Regions from separate parts of the Mus musculus genome. Here regions 1 and 2 are each linked to region 3. A link is a contact called in public promoter capture Hi-C data. All regions are on one chromosome and are shown on one strand. Each heading gives the region's core, a stretch centred on a gene start, on an enhancer-like site or on the middle of the called end of the contact. The rest is flanking DNA. Distances are from core to core; before and after follow the strand shown. Region 1 holds the start of Crybg3 (beta-gamma crystallin domain containing 3). Region 2 holds the start of Cldnd1 (claudin domain containing 1). Region 3 holds the start of Pros1 (protein S (alpha)).

Region 1 (2,734 bases), core at 45-2,544, 3.3 Mb before region 3:
AGGTGAGACCTCCCAGATTTCAGAACTACCATTAAGGACGGGGAAACTTCGAATGTTAAAAGCATCAACAACCAGGCCAAAAGTATCTGAAACTTCCTAGTAGAATAACCAGTCAATTATAATTGGTCATTTCTTGGAAAGACGTATTATGCTAACAGGTGATTACACTGGAAATGATTCACAATTAGGAAAAGCAAGGAGAACGAAGGGCTAACAACAAATCACAAACCCTAAATAGTAATGGAACTAGAAGCGTCAGTTGTTTCCGATCCATTTTTCTTTGAAGTCCATCAGCAAGTCTTTAGTCTGAGGTAAATATAGCTCTCTAGAGGGCAACCTTCCAAGGACATGGGTTACAGGTTCTTCTGGTGCAAGTGAAGTTGGCTTCACTTCTCAAAAAAAAAAAAAAAAAAAAAGGAGAAAGAAGCGAAACCACCTCTCCTTTAGGGTTGATAAGGAAATTTAAAAACGGGCATTTTAATGAGACGAATTTTTAAAATGTCAATCTTTAAAGCAGCAGGAGTAGAGGAAAAATGATTATGGAAAGAGTGCAAGAGTGCACATACTAATCATTAAACTGAGCCAGCTCTCAGCTCCGGCCCTGGTTCCCCAAATCGGAGCGCTTCCGTCAGATGTCCCCAGTGAGAGAGACAGAGAGAAAGGAGGAAGGGCGGCAACATTTAAACTGTAAACAAATCTGGCGAAGACTTCAGATTCTGGATGTCGTCTCAGAAAGCTCTGATTGCAACTCTTTTAGGAATCACTTCGAGAAAACCTTAAGATGGCAAAGCACGACGCGGAGGGGCGCGAGATTCCCTCGGCAGCTTCAGAGCCTCCCGGAGTGGAGGGGACAGAGCCGGGAGCCCCCGATGGCGGCGGGAAAAGCCACCGGCCGGGAGCAAGAACTTCCCCAGATCTAAGCCACCCAGGGCGGGACCGGAGGAAACCCGAGCGGCGGAGGAAGGCGCGCACGGCGCCCCCGCGGCTCCCACCTGGCTGCACTCCGGCTCACTCCCGCCGGCTGGCCGGTCCCCGGCTTCTCCTCCTCTTCCTCTTCCTTGTCCCGAGAAGGGTTCCGCGGAGCGAAGAACCGAGAGAAGCTGTGCCAGGGGGCGCTGCCCCTCCTGCGGCCGCCGGACATCTCCCCACCGGCTCGGCCGCGCCGTCCGCGGGCCCCGACGAGCCGCTGGCCGGAGCGAGGGTGGCCGCAGCCCTGGCTCGCTGAGCGCAGCGAGAGTCGGCCCGGGCCGCCGGCGCGGCTCCTCCAGCCCGGCCGGCACGAGCGCTCCCCGTGCGGCTCCTCCTCCCGCCCGCGCCCGGAGCTGCCCGCCCCCGGGAGGAGCCAGTGGCCGCGACCGCCCTGTCGGCCACAGCGTGCAGATCCGGGAGGAGCAGCCTGGGGATGCTAGGCTCCGGCTTCCCGCCCAAACCAGCCCAGCCCGCAGCCCACTTGGCTTGGCCAACAGTCAACTGTAAATGCTTTGCTTCCCTTTCCCGAGTTAGGGCTGTTTTAAAACAGGGTAATCAATTAAAGTCTGGGGAAACACCTGGCAAGAAGCAGCACCCGCGTGCCCTGCAGCCTGGAACCTGAGCACAGCCTTTCTAAAGACAGTTTCAGCCTGCAAGGGTAGGTCCCATCTGTCCTGCTGTCAGCACCTTGTTTCTGCTTCAGCTGGCTCAGATGAGGAGCCACCAACCCAGGTGTGTTTTAGCGCTCACCCTTCACCTGTGGGCCACTCCCAGAATCCTTTTTCAAAAAAACCGTCCCTGATCACAAAACCAAATCTGATTCAGGTATGACTCAAACTAGAAAAATGCTGAAACAAATATTTGGTTGTTGCGCAGATACTCCTGTATTCTGGAACGCCAAAGGCCCTTAACATTAGTTTAAAACGAATATCTGGTTATGATAAAAATGACTTTATACAGCGGAGCTGCTAACAGAGAAAGCACACAGAGCCATATTCGCCCCAGGTGTATTGTTATAGTTTGTCTGAAGTCAAACTCCAGAGGTATGAAGTTCAAGATAACAGTGGGACATTTAGTAACTAAAAATGTTATGTGGGCAAATCACATGAAAATAGGGTGATAGCTGTCTGTGGCTGGCTGGAGAAGTGAGGAGGTTGAACGTCTACCTGTCGGCCCCAAGGAATCATAGTGCCGGTTAAGGAGCCTTCCCGCGGACCCACAGCTACCCCTTTGAGGCATTTTAATCTGTCAACTGGATCTGAAACTAGGAGTATGAGAGTAAGAAAAAAATTAGGATCAGATACAGATGGACAAGCAAATTCTTCCATGCAGCTACAGGGCCTGGAGAATAATGTGCCTCCCCAACGCAATGTTAGCTGACTAGCAGTTGCCTCCCCCTGTTGCCCTGTGACAAAAAGTGGTCCTACACCTCAGTGTTGGCACAGAGGGTCCAGGCAAGGAGTCTGTCTGGGGATAAAAGTGTCTGGGCGTCAATAAGATTATGAGGCAAATTCTGATTTTCAATAATACTATTTCTCTCAATTAGCTGATAGGAAAATGTTATAGTAGTCCACGTATTAATGTTTCTTTACAACTGGTCTCCTAGGTATATGCAGAAGTATTAGGCTCACGGCATGGAAAGTTCTTGGTATTGAATGTTTGCTTTTCCAATACTTAGATTTTTAGATTTCCTGTACCCTAGAGTCTTGACATACAATAGCAGGTTCTTGAATCCTAGATTCTAGGATTTTGTTATGAAATCTGT
Region 2 (2,959 bases), core at 432-2,931, 4.1 Mb before region 3:
TTCTGGGTGTTCTGTGCTGTTGGAAGGTGAAGGCATCATTGTCCTTTGTAGAGTGACTCCAGAACCTCGTACCTCCTGTGTCATGACGACTAAGTGTACTGTGAGCCCAGGACTTAGAACTTCCAGAGCACACGACTAAACAAACACATTGAAATGCCCTCCTGGCAAGTCTAGCAGCTGGGTAGTTAGCAGACAGGTCCGGAAGCCAGCTGAGGTGTGCAAGAACACTTACCACTATTTATGACAGGCTTCTCCTCTTCATCTGGGACAATCGGGAGTTGTAAAAAGCTACTTCTACTGATCTTATTCAAACACTGGACATTCAATTGTAAATAATGCTTTAATGATTCCTTAACAATCCTCAGGTCCTCTGCCTGACATTTTTTACATTTTCTTATCTATAGATTCTATTTTCAAAAGTCCATATATTGAAAACCAAAGGCAATCTTATCTTAAAGATTATGAAGTAAATTGTCCAGTGTCTTAAGATTGGTTTACTAACCTCAGTGTTGATGTTTGCCAAGTTAGTTCATCTTCATGGGCTTCAGTTTCTCTGTCTACAAACTTAGGCTGTTTCTTTTCTTCTTAAAAAATGTCTCTTTACCAGAATTGGTTGCACAAGTTACTTCAGGAAGTAGACGTCTCATGAAGGCCGGTGGATGAAGACATCTGCTGCATAAGTGCATTCACAAGTCTTACTGTGGATTCACTATTCGACTCTACACACTCATCGAGCTTTCAAGATGACACCTGAGGCAAATTACGTTTTCATTTGATGCTATCCGTGAAAATCTAGTCATGCCTTGTGGATACTGGGCTCTGCCAGAAGTCCTTTTCCAGACACAGCCTGTGATGGTGAACCGGAACCACAAGCTAAAGGCAAACGATTTCTAACTTAAAAAAAAAAAAAAAAATCTTCTCTACCTGTTTAGAAATTCCTGTGAAGTATTTGAGGGCTTAGAATCATTCCATTGCTTCCATGTCACACAGCCATCTGTCTCCGAGGCTACCCACAACTTTTTCTGTTGAAAATGATCTCTAAATTCCATTTCATATTACATTCACACTTTAAAGTAACATTTTTGAAATCTAGTATCCTTCGGATTTACAAGTTGGGTTTTTTTTTTTGTTTTGTTTTTTTGTTTTGTTTTTTACAACTGAAACAAACAGGGAACTTGATTACAGTAGAGAGCAAATAACAGATTTCTTCAAACAAGAATAACGTAATTATATCAGGTTATAATGCTAGTTTAGTTAGATCCTTAGTTACATTTAAACAAAACAGAAGAACACGTTGTTCAAATGGGAGGGACGATGTAGGAAATGGGAGGGGGGTTGATATTTGAAGAGTAGAGTTCCATTAAAGTTCATCAACTCCGTAGTACTGATTTTTAGAGGTAGGGTGTTATCGTAGGGAAAACAGAAGACTCGACGTTAGATCTCGGCTAAATCAAAGCCTTTGACTATGGTTGACCAAAGATCCTCCCCCATCACTTTCTGGAGCTTGGTCCCTCCTTTTTTGAGGTGTAACAATCCCGCAGTTAAGACTTCAGCTTTCCTCACTGATCTTCAGAGTTCTTTCTTCGGAGAGAACTACATTCCCCACAATTCCTCGCGCGTCGTCAGGCATGCTCTCCTCTGGCTCTAGCCCCTTCTCCTCCAGTATTCCTACAAGTCCCACAAGGCCCCTCGGCCCAGGGCCGCTTTGGCCCGGCCTGGGGTGGAGGTGGAGGCGGAGGCGCGGGAGTTATGGAGGGGGCGGGCTCTGCAGGGAAGTACGTCAGAGGAGGCGCGGGGAGAGTAGGGTGCTGTGGTCGGAGCTGGAGGGCGAAGCCGGTGGAGTGAGAGGATGGGCGGTGAGTTCGCGGGGTCGCGGGCCGGCTCGGCTCGCGACCTGGGGAAAGGGCTCCTTGCTGGCGCGGCCAGGCCCGGGGGCTGGAGCGGCAGGCGGGGCGGGGAGGGGCGGGGCTCCGGGCCAAGGGGCCGGGGCTGGCTGGGTTCGGGTACCCAGGGCGCTCGCCCAGCCCTGCCGGTCTCCGCCCGCCCATGCCAGGCCCTGCTGTGCGGCCCAGGGTGACTGCGCTAGGCGCAGCTTCCAGAACCCGGCCTTTAAGGTCATCCGAGAGCACCAGGATGGACGAGAATTTTGAGAATCAGAATACAAATCGCACTTGCTGGGCTATTGATGACTGTAGTCGCCCCGGTCTTTTCCCCAGTCACTCCCCATTTTCCAAACTCCGCTCCCCAGTTTGTAAGCCTGTTTTCACGGGTGCTTGAGACGAGGGGTTTGGTGCTGTCACGGTGTGCATACATTTGGCAGGGTTTGACTCAGCGTGATCTTGCCTTGAGTCATTTTACCGCGGCCATTTACTACCGCCGTGGAGCCCTGTCCACGCCTAGGGAGTGTTCAGATTTTGCCTAAGTCACTTTTCTGTTTGCGAGTAGGGATTATTTAGTTTTTATGGATCTGTGCTATATTTTAGGATATACGGAGCAGTATTACAGTTTGGGAGGTTGAGAAGTGTGTAATGGAATGGGGGGCGGGGAGAGTAAGGAGTGAAGAATCCGGTTGTGTCAAGAGGCTTGGCTTAGCTTTAATTGAATTGAAGGAGATTGATAACTAACATGGTGTTTTTGCTCTCTTTGCTATGACATACATTTAAACTTTCCCCTCGGGTTAACACCTTCAACTCTGATTTCCAACTTACACCTCACTTCTGCCCTTATTTATAATTGTAAGCCTCCCCACTAAAAAAGCTGGGGGGTCTTCGTTTCCTATTCTGCTGTCTTTTTTCTCACACAAGCCTGAAAACACATAGCATGTTTATAGCTTGTGTAAAAATCCACTCTGCATTTAAGGTGTGCACGCTGCACTGCTGACCATGGGCATGTCTGTTGTTTGTACCTGTAATGTGTATGTCCTTTTCAGTGTTGTCTGTTTTAGTATGCAGGTGATAGA
Region 3 (2,937 bases), core at 216-2,715:
CTCAGTCATCTGGCCACCTCATTGGATCTCATGAATTTGTGAAATTCTCCTGTATATGTATGTGATTGAATATTATTTTCTCCTCTTTTTTTAAAATTATTTATTTTTATTTACATGAGTACACTGTAGCTGTCTTCAGACACATACCAGAAGAGGGCATCAGATCTCATTACAGACAGTTGTGAGCCAACCTGTGGTTGCTGGGAATTGAATTCAAGACCCCTGGAGGAGCAAGCAGGCAGCACAAGCAGCCAGTGCTCTTAACAGCTGAGTGAACTCTCCAGCCCCATTTTGTCCTCTTAGTCTATCATACATTAATTTAGCATGGCATAGAGCATAGACGGGTATAGTACAAAAGTTTTCCTTCCTCCTCCTCAATGAATGGAAATTTCCCAAAACATTTTATCAGAAAAAATATTGACTCCCATCTTAGTCATCTTGCATCCCCACTGGATCACTAAATAACAAAGGAAAGAGAGAGAGAGAAAGAGAGAGAGAGAGAGAGGAAAAATGACCCTTAAAATATGATTCTGCCTAGTAAGTTTCGTTCACACACATTCAAAAAAATCAATCTATGTTTTAATTGGACAAAAAAGGATTAATATACTCTATGTGCGTTGAGTTCTACTAGTTGGCATGGACTTAATGTTTCATATCGATAGCATCTATAGAGTCTCATGTCAACACGATGAAAACCTCTTATCTCTGTTACAGATGATATGACTAGGACTTAAAAGTGTAAGCTCTTTTCTTAAAGTTATAAAACAGTGTTAAGAGCAAGTTCTATGTTTTCAACCCAGGCAGTTTAGTTTCAAGTAGCAGGGAAAGCCTGATTTACACGTGTATGCCTGACAAAAACCAAAAGGGTAATGCTAACACCAAAACAAGCTGTTCTGAGGAAATACTCTGTGGGTGATCAAACCTTTCGATTTTCTTTCCTCCCACTACTTTGGTTTTGAGTACCCTTCTTCCTAAAGTCCAAGTTGGCTTCAGTTTAAGTTGACATCCTGACTGGCTGGCAGTCTCTGGAGTTGGAAAGAAATGGGGTGGGGTGGGGAGAAGGGAAGCTGGGTGGAGGAGGAATGGGGAAGGGATGCTAGAGAAGGTAGGAGCAGGGGAGGAGAGAGAGAGAGAGACAGAGACAGAGAGAGAGAGAGAGAGAGAGAGAGACAGAGACAGAGACAGAGAGACAGAGAGACAGAGAGACAGAGAGAGAGAGATACTTCACCCTTTGAAAACAACTTTCTAAAGAAACGAAGTAAAAGCAGGGCTGGGGACAGTGACAAAGGACCTCTCTGATAAGCTTCCCTCGGCCTCCGACCTCCTTCCCGCGGCCCTCCCCACCCCACCCCCGCCCCCCAGCTGCGAAGAGCTTCCAGGAAATGTCCCAGTCACCGCTTCCCCTCCCGGGCTGGGGGCTGGGAGCGGGCGGTCCCCTCCGCCCCTGGCTGCTCCGCCCGCCCGCGCTCGGGCTGGGCCGCGGCAGAGCTGGGAGAGCAGAGCCCGGGCTCGCAGCTTCCCTCGGCCGCCCTAGCGCAGGCACGGTCCCCGCTGCGCCAGCCCTGACCCCCGGCCATCCTCTCAGCAATGAGGGTCCTGAGCGCACGCTTTCGGGTGCTACTGGCCTGCCTCGCCCTGGTGATCCCTGTCTCAGAGACAAACTGTAAGTAATCCATATCTTCAGGCTTCTCTGGTCCCTACATGCCCTGGCTGGTAGGATTGTCTCCTGGACAGCTTGTTGCTTCCTAAATTTCCAGTAAGTCCCCCAGCGTCTCAGAGAGTGGCGGCAGCCTGGATCTGGCGGACTGAGTAAACGTGGGACGAGATCAAAGCTTGCCTTGCTTTGGGAGTCATTGTCCACAGGATTGATGCAAGAAGCTGGGTGATACCAAGTGTCATAGGAATTGGATGAGCATAGTTCTAAACATTGGTAGGAAAACTAAGTCAACCCTCGGTGCCCTCCGATCCCAGCCTGCACCCTCTCTTACAGTTAACCTTCCTTTTGCAATTTCTGGACTTTGTACTTGATTGGCTCGTCTCACATTGACAAACTGTTTGAGGATCACTGCGAGTTTACTTATCATTCCCTAACCTTGGCGTAAGAAGTTGCTGTTGGATATTATCTTGGAGCGAGGATCGTTTTGTACTGAGGATTTTGATTGCTACTGATCTGCGGTGGTGGCACGGATTCTTTGCACCTTATTGTCGTGTTTCTTGATTTTTTTCCCCCTTCTTCCATTCCCAGATTCCAGGGAGCATATTGAGTTTTCTCTTAGGGATATATAAAGAGCAACACAGGTTTGGTACGTTGTAACTGTCAACAAAATTGTTTTCAAAACTTTAAATGTGTTCATAATTAACAGTGCTTTCTTCTGCTCTGTTGGATTCCCAGAAACAGGCATGGGAGAAATAACTGCATAACATTTAGGCGACTAAGAGTATCAAAGAAATCTTTCAAGGATGGTTAATTAAATAGGCGTTTGCTAGAATTTCAATTTTTTATTAAGTAATAAGAAGATGCAGGTATTCTTAAAATTATAACTAACTTAAAGACCAGACTATAACTGATTTGTTTTATATTGAAGATAAACAAGTTACAATTACAAAACTTCAACGGCCAAGCCCCCATAACAAAGCCGCATGTGACTGTATGCTTGCACATGATCTATCTTGTACATTAGGACAATCAAATGTTTTCCGACAGCAGCAGGGCGGTGGCCGGCACGTGCCTCTGATCCAGCCACTTGCTCTCCAGGCAGAGGTCAGCAAATCTCTGAGTTCAAGGCCAGCCTGATCTACAGTTCCAGAACAGCCCAGCTGCCCAGAGAAACCTTGTCTCAAAACAAAGCAAAGCAAAACAAACAAATAAAAACAAAACAAAACAACAACAAAAGACAAAGCAAGAGTTGGTGTTTGGGGAAAGAGCAAGGGACAACA

What was found. Promoter capture Hi-C pulls out the DNA fragments that hold promoters and counts their contacts.
Region 1: a contact with region 3 is called in a promoter capture Hi-C map of liver, with 2.5 times the contacts expected there. The contact joins the promoter of Crybg3 here to the promoter of Pros1 in region 3. A contact is called at or near these places in 2 of 39 promoter capture datasets (cranial neural crest and liver) and 1 of 484 Hi-C or Micro-C datasets (uterus).
Region 2: a contact with region 3 is called in a promoter capture Hi-C map of embryonic stem cells. The contact joins the promoter of Cldnd1 here to the promoter of Pros1 in region 3. A contact is called at or near these places in 2 of 39 promoter capture datasets (embryonic stem cells and pre-B cells) and 1 of 484 Hi-C or Micro-C datasets (CD4 T cells).

What each region holds. Positions count from the first base shown.
Region 1 is chr16:59,599,753-59,602,486 of GRCm38.p6, forward strand. It overlaps Crybg3 (beta-gamma crystallin domain containing 3), which reads right to left and starts at 1,295. Exons shown (of 22, transcript NM_174848.4): 1 at 993-1,295. The coding sequence starts at 1,141.
Region 2 is chr16:58,726,229-58,729,187 of GRCm38.p6, forward strand. It overlaps Cldnd1 (claudin domain containing 1), which reads left to right and starts at 1,682. Exons shown (of 6, transcript NM_171826.3): 1 at 1,682-1,856; 2 at 2,945-2,959.
Region 3 is chr16:62,852,842-62,855,778 of GRCm38.p6, forward strand. Pros1 (protein S (alpha)) reads left to right here and starts at 1,466. Exons shown (of 15, transcript NM_011173.3): 1 at 1,466-1,663. The coding sequence starts at 1,588.